2 separate regions of the Rattus norvegicus genome follow, and region 1 is linked to region 2. The links are chromatin contacts, called in public Hi-C maps. All regions are on one chromosome and are shown on one strand. Each heading gives the region's core, a stretch centred on a gene start, on an enhancer-like site or on the middle of the called end of the contact. The rest is flanking DNA. Distances are from core to core; before and after follow the strand shown.

What was found. Hi-C and Micro-C count contacts between places; a contact is called where the count stands out from the background.
Region 1: a contact with region 2 is called in a Hi-C map of Schwann cells, with 4 times the contacts expected there. The contact joins the promoter of Pfdn1 here to the enhancer-like site in region 2. A contact is called at or near these places in 7 of 12 Hi-C or Micro-C datasets (the A7r5 cell line, Schwann cells, hepatocytes and 4 more).

Annotation. Positions count from the first base shown.
Region 1 is chr18:28,338,433-28,342,847 of GRCr8, forward strand. It overlaps Pfdn1 (prefoldin subunit 1), which reads right to left and starts at 2,691. Exons shown (of 4, transcript NM_001108427.1): 1 at 2,632-2,691. The coding sequence starts at 2,664.
Region 2 is chr18:28,286,276-28,290,786 of GRCr8, forward strand. It overlaps Pfdn1 (prefoldin subunit 1), which reads right to left. Exons shown (of 4, transcript NM_001108427.1): 4 at 1,935-2,722. The coding sequence ends at 2,639. It overlaps Cystm1 (cysteine-rich transmembrane module containing 1), which reads left to right. Exons shown (of 3, transcript NM_001402495.1): 3 at 820-1,299. The coding sequence ends at 926. Among named protein-coding and RNA genes, the nearest start is that of Pfdn1, 53 kb to the right of the region's middle. Within about 2 kb of position 3,071, at least 15 of the 93 cell types and tissues checked have an H3K27ac peak or open chromatin away from gene starts, as enhancers often do. A contact at or near this core is called in Schwann cells, where this site is marked.

The sequences.
Region 1 (4,415 bases), core at 1,441-3,940, 52 kb after region 2:
CTAACAACCTGAGTTCCATCCCTGGGACCTGAACCTACATGATAAAAGGAGAAAACGCTTTATATAAAGATATAGATACATAGCTGAGATTTACATGTCAGGCACAGAAATGCATTAATCCTAGAACCCAGGAGGATCTCTTGTGATTTCTAGGCTAGCCTAGTCTACCTATATAGTGAGTTCCAAGCTAGTCCAGGATGCATGGTGAGACCATGTCTCAAAAAGAAAAAGAGAAAAAGAAAGAAAAGCTTACAAGGCTGAGATTTATAGCATGAGAGAATGCTATCTAAGGCTAAGTTTACATGTTTCAAGACAAGAATGGCAGAAAGATGCACATATTTAGCATCCCCAGAACAATAGCAAGTGGCTTCTTTTATTAGGAACAGCTGTTTCAGCTGTCGTATTACTTAGGCACAGGTTAACCAGAGACAGCTACTTATGATGTTACTTATGGGAGCTAGGGAAACAGTGCAGTCAGCTGACCCAGGGTTCACTCCCCAGGACCCACAAGGTGGCTGAGCTTGGGAGCTGATGGGATGGCTCAGGGGTTAAAAGCACTGGCTGCTTTTGCAGAGGACCAGGTTTGGTTCCCAGTACCCACATAGCAACCCACAACCACATGTTAACTACAGTTTCAGGGGGATGCAAAGCCCTCTTCTAGCCTGAGAGGGATGCACACATATGGTATACAGGCATTCATGCAGGCAAGACACATACATAAAAATACAACTTGTTGTTGTTTAATGCTAGGCATGAAGGGCAAGGGGGAAATAAAGGTCCCAGCAGCTCACAAGACAATCTCGCCAAAGTGGCAATCCCTAGGTCCCAGTGAGAGGTCTTGTCGAATGCAGGAAGCCCTGAGTGCAAATCCTAGCACTAGGGAAACTGGGTGTAGGGGTGCATGCCAACTACATAGCCAAGTTCCAGGCCAACCTAGGCGACATGAGACTCTGTCTCTTGGGAAAAACAAAACCAGAATCCAAATCTGGGCCAGTAGATGGCTCAGCTTGCCTAGAAGGCCTGATACCAAGAGTTCAATCCCCAGGACCCACCTCATAAGAGAGAACTAACTCCCAAAAATTGTTCTCTGACTTCCACTAAGCACCTTGCAAAATGTACACACACACAACTTTTAAAAATGTTTCTCACCTAAAAAAAACCTACTGAACAAAAAAAAAAAAAAAAGGATTACAGTAATTCCAAATGCTAGACTCCGTTTTAAAAATGTGTTTACTGGGGTTGGGGATTTAGCTCAGTGGTAGAGCGCTTGCCTAGAAAGCGCAAGGCCCTGGGTTCGGTCCCCAGCTCCGAAAAAAAAAAAAAAAAAAAGAAAAGAAAAAACAAAAATGTGTTTACTATTGTTTGTGTGAGCACCGAGCAGTGTACTAGTGTGTGCCTCTAAGATTAGAGAACAACTTTGTGTAGTTCTCTCCTTCTACCGTTGGTTCCAGGGATAGAACTTAAACAGCCAGGCGCCTGGCAAGTATTTTCACCACTGACCCATCTTGCTGCCTGGGGCTCAATCTTTTAAGACTTTTCTTGCCAGGGACCCTAGCACATATCTGTTACCCTAATACTCTGAAGGCAACAGCACTAAAGTACATTAGGGGTTCAGGGCCTGACCAAACTAAACCAAGCTAACCAGAAAGAAAAAAAAAAAAAAAAAAACACTAGAAGTTTACCTTTCTAGAAAAGTACATTTAAACAGAATGAGTTCTAGGGTCCTTTCTAATTACAGCTAACTCTCCACAAAGATAGCACAGCCAGGATCAGTCCCAAGACTGTTAAGTAGCAAAAATGTTTCCAATTAACAACCCATTTATAAACAGGCATTTGACTCAAGACTAATTCCCAGAACTCAAGAGGCTGAGGCAGAAAGACTGCCTGGAATTCAAGGGCAATAAGTCCCACGTCAATCTAGAACACCCTGAGACATTGTCTCTTAAAAAAAAAAAAGCAAAATAACAAAATCATTTCTAAGCAACGGATTGAACAAAATAATAATAACAACAACAACAATCCAATTCCTCTGAAAGGTCTTTTGGAAAACTTACTTGGGGAGGAGGGGTAGTGTATGAGCTCTTTACAAAGGTGATGGGGAAGGGAGGATTAGAGCCTTGACAGGAGTCAAGCAGTGTCTGCTTATTTGAGGTGTAAATACAGAAAGACCTTTCAAGGTATAGTGTAGAATAAATGACCTAAAAGCAAAGATTGAACCTGGAGTTTTTCAAATCAAATGAGGAAACCAAACTGCAAGTTCTCCTGCAAGCATCCTGACAGGCATCATCACTGTGAGACACTGTCTTCAGTCCTTGCTATGAAATTGGTACCCGACGGCTCCAAAACACAGAGAGATGTCTCTGAAGTTCCAACATAAGAACACACTGCAGCCCAGCCCGCGTGCGACCCAGCAACCTAAACCCACCAGAAACAGCTCCTGCGAGCAAGAGCCTCCACCTGAAGCAGAGCGGGTCCGGTCTCAAGGCTTCGGGAGGCCAGACCCCGCCCCCTACAGTCTCCTTCCTCCAGCGAAACGCGAGCTTTCCCCCTCCCCCCTCACGCCCCCATTTTCGTCCCTACTCGCTTTATCATTCAAACAGAAGTGTCTGTCTGCTGAAAATCCCCCCTTACCTTCTTCAACTCCAGATCCACGGAGGCGGCCATATTGAAGGACACTATGCGCCTGCGCTAGAGGCAAGCCGGAAAGGGGTGGGGGAAGGGCGCTTGCAGGTTTTATTGGTAGGCTTCCTTCTGCGCCTGCGCAAAGGTGAACTCAACTAACCCAGATTTCTCAGCTTGTAATCTACCCGACTCTACCACTCTGCCACGAGACAAATGACCCTGAACATTGAAATTCTGATTATATTTGATAAACGTGTAACTGCCGAGATGTAACTTGCTCCTCCACATACAATTAGAAAAACATCTTCACTTGGGCTGCGGAATTGAAACAGGTTTGTCGGTCAGCTCATCAATCATTCATTCAGTTCCTGTGCTGTCAGTCCAGCTTCGGGCATGCCAGTAAGACCATTAGCAATATGGTTCATCTAAAAAGAACCTAATTCTGCCGAAGCTTCCTCATATATCTTCTAGACACAGTGCTTCTTGAGACAATTCTGTTTGTTGGGATCAGATTCCTGACTGGGGTGTAGTTCAGTTGGCTAAATGCTTGCCTAGCACATTTGATACTCTGAATTGCCCCGTACAAAACGAGTATGATGATGCATTCCTGTGATCCAAGTGCTAGGTAGGTTGAGGCAGGAGGATCATACGTTCAAGGTCAGGTCAGCCTGGGGAATAAAGGTGCTTGCCACCATAACGAAATAAATGAGTTCAATCCTGAGAACCCACATGGTGCAGAGAACTGATTCCCACAAATTATCCTCTGACTCCCTTCCATGTGTGTACCTCCACACATGCTTATGAACGCACACATACACTGAATAGATTCAAATTTAAAACTAGGAACTGGAGAGATGGGTCAGCAGTTAAAGAGCTTATACCCTTGGGGCTGGAGAGATGGCTCAGTGGTTAAGAGCACTGACTGCTCTTCCAGAGGTCCTGAGTTCAATTCCCAGCAACCACATGGTGGCTCACAACCATCTGTAATGGGATCCGATGCCCTCTTCTGGTGTGTCTGAAGACAGCTACAGTGTACTCATATAAATAAAATAAATCTTTAAAAAAAAAAAAAAGAGCTTATACTCTTATTCCAGCGAATCAGAGCTTGACTCTCAGCACACGTTAGATGGCTCACAATGACCTGTAATCTCCAGTCCCCAGAGAATGCACACCCTAGCCTCTGCAGGCACCTGTGCTTACATGCTCTCACACGCATGCACATGTGTAGACAAAATTAAAGATAATAAGAATAAATCTTTTTGTACTTTAAAAAAGTTCAAGTTATCCTCAATGACATAGAGAGCTGGGGTTCATCTTGGACTGCATAAGACTTGTCTCAAAAAAAACAAAAACCCAAAAACTCAAAAATAATAGATGAGGGTCAAACATTGCGGTCCTCCCCGTGATCCTAGGACTGGAGAAACTGAGGCAGAAAGCTCGCCATGAATTTAAGGGCAGTCTGGTAGTGATCCCAGACCAGTGTAGGCTGCTTATACAGGGGCACCACGCTAAGAGACAGGGGCAGGATACAGACTGCGATCTTACACAGAGATCCACTTTGGCTTGGGCACTGTCATTCTCTCATTCCTGCTTGGCACACAACATACTTCTCTCATCTAAGGGCGTGTGTAATTTGGAGAATGTGCAGCCAGTGTCTGACTAGAAGTGTGTGGAAGCATCCATGTCTCTCAACCTCTGCTTTATGCTTCATACCTTCCTATCTCGGTGAGCTACGCTTCACTAATGTGAGCGTTGTCCCTTCAACTGTGTCTCGTTTGTCATTTCACTCTTCA
Region 2 (4,511 bases), core at 1,821-4,320:
CTAGAGTTGAAGGCCCACTGTATAACTGGTTCAATTTGTAAAATCCGCAAGTTCCTGTGCTGTGCGAGTTTGAAGGTGTGGATTTGATGAGGGTGCCAACTCCTACCCACCATAGAACCAGCCCCTGGGGGAAGAGAAACTGAGGTGCAGTCCAGTGTAGGCTCGGACTTGCAGCTCCACTCTGAAGGTCTCCAGGCAGTCCGCACCCCCTGCTGCAGTGTTCTACAGTGTAATGTGCAACCCCAAGTTGTTGGTTTTTTGGGGAAGGAGTTGTTGTTTGGTCTGTGTGTCTTTGGCTGTCCTGGAACAGATATCCCCCTGCCTCCTGAGTACTGGGATTAATGGCATGTGCCACCACTGCTTGGTGGGGTTTTTGTTGTTTTGTTGCTTTTATTCCTGATCATTCCTTTAAAATACAGATTTGAATTCTGCTTGGCTTATCTGAATCTGCAGGAGTGCCCCCTCAACACACACACACACACACACACACACACACACACACACACACACACACACACACACACCTCTGTGGTGTAGGGGACAGTGCTTCCTGGCTTCTCAGCTGTTTACAGGTCACCAGCTTTACTCCTTGGTTAGGTCATTCTATAGTGTCCCTAGTATTCATTCCCAGGAGGAAGAAGGTTGTCCTCTAGAGCAATGGGAGAAGAAAGGCCAGCCTCCTCTGTGCACCCTTGGCAAGCACGGAGAAGCAGGCTGCATACGCCGCTGCTGCCACTCTTCTCTGGTTCTGAGGTGACTGCAGGCCTGAGGTGTACGCCTCACTTTCCGTCTCACTTTCCCCCTCCTTTCTCTTTCCAGTGTATGTGGTAGAAGACCAAAGAAGAGATGACCTGGGCCCATCCACCTGCCTCACAGCCTGCTGGACTGCTCTGTGTTGCTGCTGCCTGTGGGACATGCTCACCTGATCACCTGATGAGCCTAGCTCTTCTGCTTGGCCGCTCTGTGCCACTCCGATAGGTGTGCCTGGGCCCACCTCTTCTGATTGCTGTATTGACTAGCTCTGCGCAGACACCTCTACTCTCAGTCCTATGGAGTTTTAGACTAGTGAGGGTTTCTGCTATTTAGTTCAGTGACTTGATCTTTTTAATGTTCAAAACTCATTTCTTACTGATCTTTAACAAATGTGCTAAATAATTTCCCTTTTTTTTTGGCCAAAGGCTTAGTTATGAAATATATATTTATAATGTTTAAATTATACACTCAAGGTAATGGCAATATGTGACACACCACTAGATCTCTGCTCACACCCTATATGTTTCAATAAATCTGTCCAAAATCTGTGTGTCTGAATCATTCCGGGTAAACTAAACCTCCTTGGGGCTGTGCTTCTGTATCTCCCAGATTCTGTTATACTCCAACCACCACGGCTCGTAAGATACAAGCAGGTCAGCTTGTGATACCTACCACCCAATTCACAAAGGGGAACTTTTCTTCTATTCTGGCTAATGTCTTAAAAGTGCTGCCCAAGGCCCAGTGTCATATTTACCAACACAGCTCAGACTCGCTTATGCCTAGGCCCTGGGAAAGGGACCTCTGGGTGACTCTGAACTGCTCCTGCTCACCAGGAGTCCATAATCACAGGGTAAACAAATCAGAGGCTCTTCCTGCTCCCACCCACTCCTAAACTAGTTAACCAGCCTGTTGTTCTCACATTCAGCCACAGGGTGTCGCTAAGTTGTCAAAAAACAAGTCAGAGTCTCCTTGGCCACAGAGCGCCAGGGCAGCCTTGCCTGCTGTCCATCTAAGCAGCAGTGGAGGGCAGTGTGCTTCCATCACTCAAACTGAAAGTCCGACCTAGGCTAGACGAGACAGCGCCTCAAGAGAAACAATTTTCCATCTTCACACACTGGATCAGCATTCCCAGTTAAAGCCCACCACCAAATAACACTCTGGCTGCAGGGAACAGGAAGGGAGGTGTTCTGAGTATTCACTAGTAGTTTTTTCGAAATACTTAGTTTACATCTAGTTTTCAAGAACAGTTGTGTTCAGCTGACCTGCAGTAAATTCCTGAAAGCTGCGCGGTGAACGGGCTGTTCTGAGAAAACGAAGGGGAGCTCAGAGGTGGCACCATGGCCAGACAGAGCCAGAGATGCTGCTTGCTATTGAACTTTGTTTTGGAATTCTGAGGAGAAAACAGGGAAGGAACCCTGACGCCAACTGTGGCTCTGTTCACCTCACCTATCAACTTGTCTTCCTTCTTCTATGCTCTACAGGGAGGCCCATGTGTCACCTGTCAAGGGACAGAAGGAGGAGAAAAAAGGGACGCGAGCTGAGGTAGACACTTGCCTCTCTCTCCTCAGTTGGAGAAAAGCAGATGTCATAGAGTGAGACATAGTTTTTTATTGGTCTAACCTGGTCTAACCCACATGCCTAGTGACAGGCTTGGGCAGCTTTCTCCCTCTGCCCTCCATTTCTTCCCTCTGTTGAGAGCTCCTGGCTTGCCCCAGGAAAGAAGAGTGTCCTGGGCAGTGGTTGGCAGACATTCAGTTGGGACCTGAAGGGCCTCAGGGTGACAGAGAGATGGGGCCACAGGGCAGAGGGAGGGCAGTGCCCTGCACAACCCCTGTCTTGACACAGGATGAGAGGGATCAGAAAGGAAGAACTTTCCCAGCAGCTCCTACTGTGCCCTTCGAGCCATCAGCATTTCTCGGATGTTGTCTTCAGCTTCCTTAACACTCCGTTCCAGGTAGGACTTTTTCTGCTGTAATGTGAGAAAAAAAGGGTTAGGACCAAAGTGAGCAGGTGCAGCCATTACAGCCACAGGTTCTGGTGTCCTCCCTGAAGTGATATTAGACACGCTCCCAAACAAAAGGCAGGTGAGCTCACCTGTCTGTCCACAGCATTCCCCTCGGGCAGCCCATAGCAACCTTTCCCCCAAAGTAAGGACAACCAGACGAAGGCCAGAACAAAGCTGCTGCCCCACAGTGGACGGTCTCTCTGGGTTTTCCATGGTCTGAGCCAGGCATCCACAGCCTCTGGTGGACAGAGCAGACAGCATGCACCACGCTATCCAGTGGGCCCAGAGCAGTCTCTGCACATCTCACTCAGGCAGATGAGTCAGAGTGCAAACTGCTTTCCTAATGAATCTGCTGCTGCCACAATCCAGAACAATGACACATGGGTAAAGCAGGCTTGTGGAAGCTCACCTTCTGTCCTAAATTAAACTCTAAACTTCGACAAAGAAACATAACTACTTTCTGAAGCCACATCAGGACTGGGACCACAAAGATTAGTCAAAGGAAATGATGTATATACATTTTTTGTCCTGTGCTCATCCCAAAAGCATGATGGCTTTACCACAGGCTCCTGCCCAAGGAACAACGTTGTGGCTGTGTTCCCATCTAGCAGACAGGAAGTGCCCATTAGAGGAATAGTACACGTCTTCAAAGAATACCAGGAACCACTCCCAGGGTCAATGACTGAAGGAGCTGCACTGGGGCTGCTAGAGCCAAGGAGGTGCCACCAGTGTCCTCCACATTTCACAAAAGTGCCTACATGACCCAGGGAAAGTGTACATGGAGGGCTGGTGGGCCACACATCACTGTGCTTCTAGAAGCATCACAACCTGCTTGACAGATCTTCCGGACCTGCTTGCTTGGGACATGAAGGGAACAGACAGGGAAAGAGCCTATCTACAAGGTGGTCATTTGTACCAAAGCTCTGCCTTAAACTTCTCCTACTGTGGCCAGACAGCTCTCAAACCATGTGTTCCAAGGCTCGCTCTGCAGAAGCAAGACACAAATCTGTACCAGCTCTTGTGCGAGCCTTCTCTAACCTGACTTTCCAATTAAACTTCCTCTTGGGCAGGAAAAGCCCAGACCCTGACTCATCTACCTTCTGCCAACTTGCACCTACTTCCTTACAACACCAGGAGTGCCATAAAAGCCATCAGGACTGTGACAATTCAGCAGCACCAAATGTGTACTGTTGCTATGGAATTTTGCTTAAGTACACTGCTAACCCTGATACGGCCTATCACAGTGATAGAGTGGGGACTGAACTTCCTTTGATAAACAACCCTTACTTGTGAGTTTAAGAGGCAAATACTGATAACTGCTGGCTCATCACTAAAGAATGTGCCCATATAGGATAGCAGTCATAGTTCCACATGCCACCTGGGCAACTTGGACCCAGCCTCATGAGAAGAGCTAGCAGAGGAGCAGAGCTCTCCCAGCCATAGCTAGTGCCCAGGGACCTGGGTCTGTTGCTTTTGCTCTGACAAAACTGCTGTCATAGATGACAAAACCATAAACTTAGAATAACAGCAAGGGCCACTTCATCCTGCCCAGGTTTCCAAACAAATGCAGGTTATAATCCCAGCATCAGTACAATATTTCACAGCATTTCTTCCTTCAGTCTTTCAGAAATTTTATATTAGTATAACCCAAAGTCCTTGAATTTAAAAACAAAACAAACAAACAACCCGGCAGAATGGTGGCTAGAGACCTAGCTCAGCAGTTATGAGCACTGCCTGCTCTTTGCAGAGGATC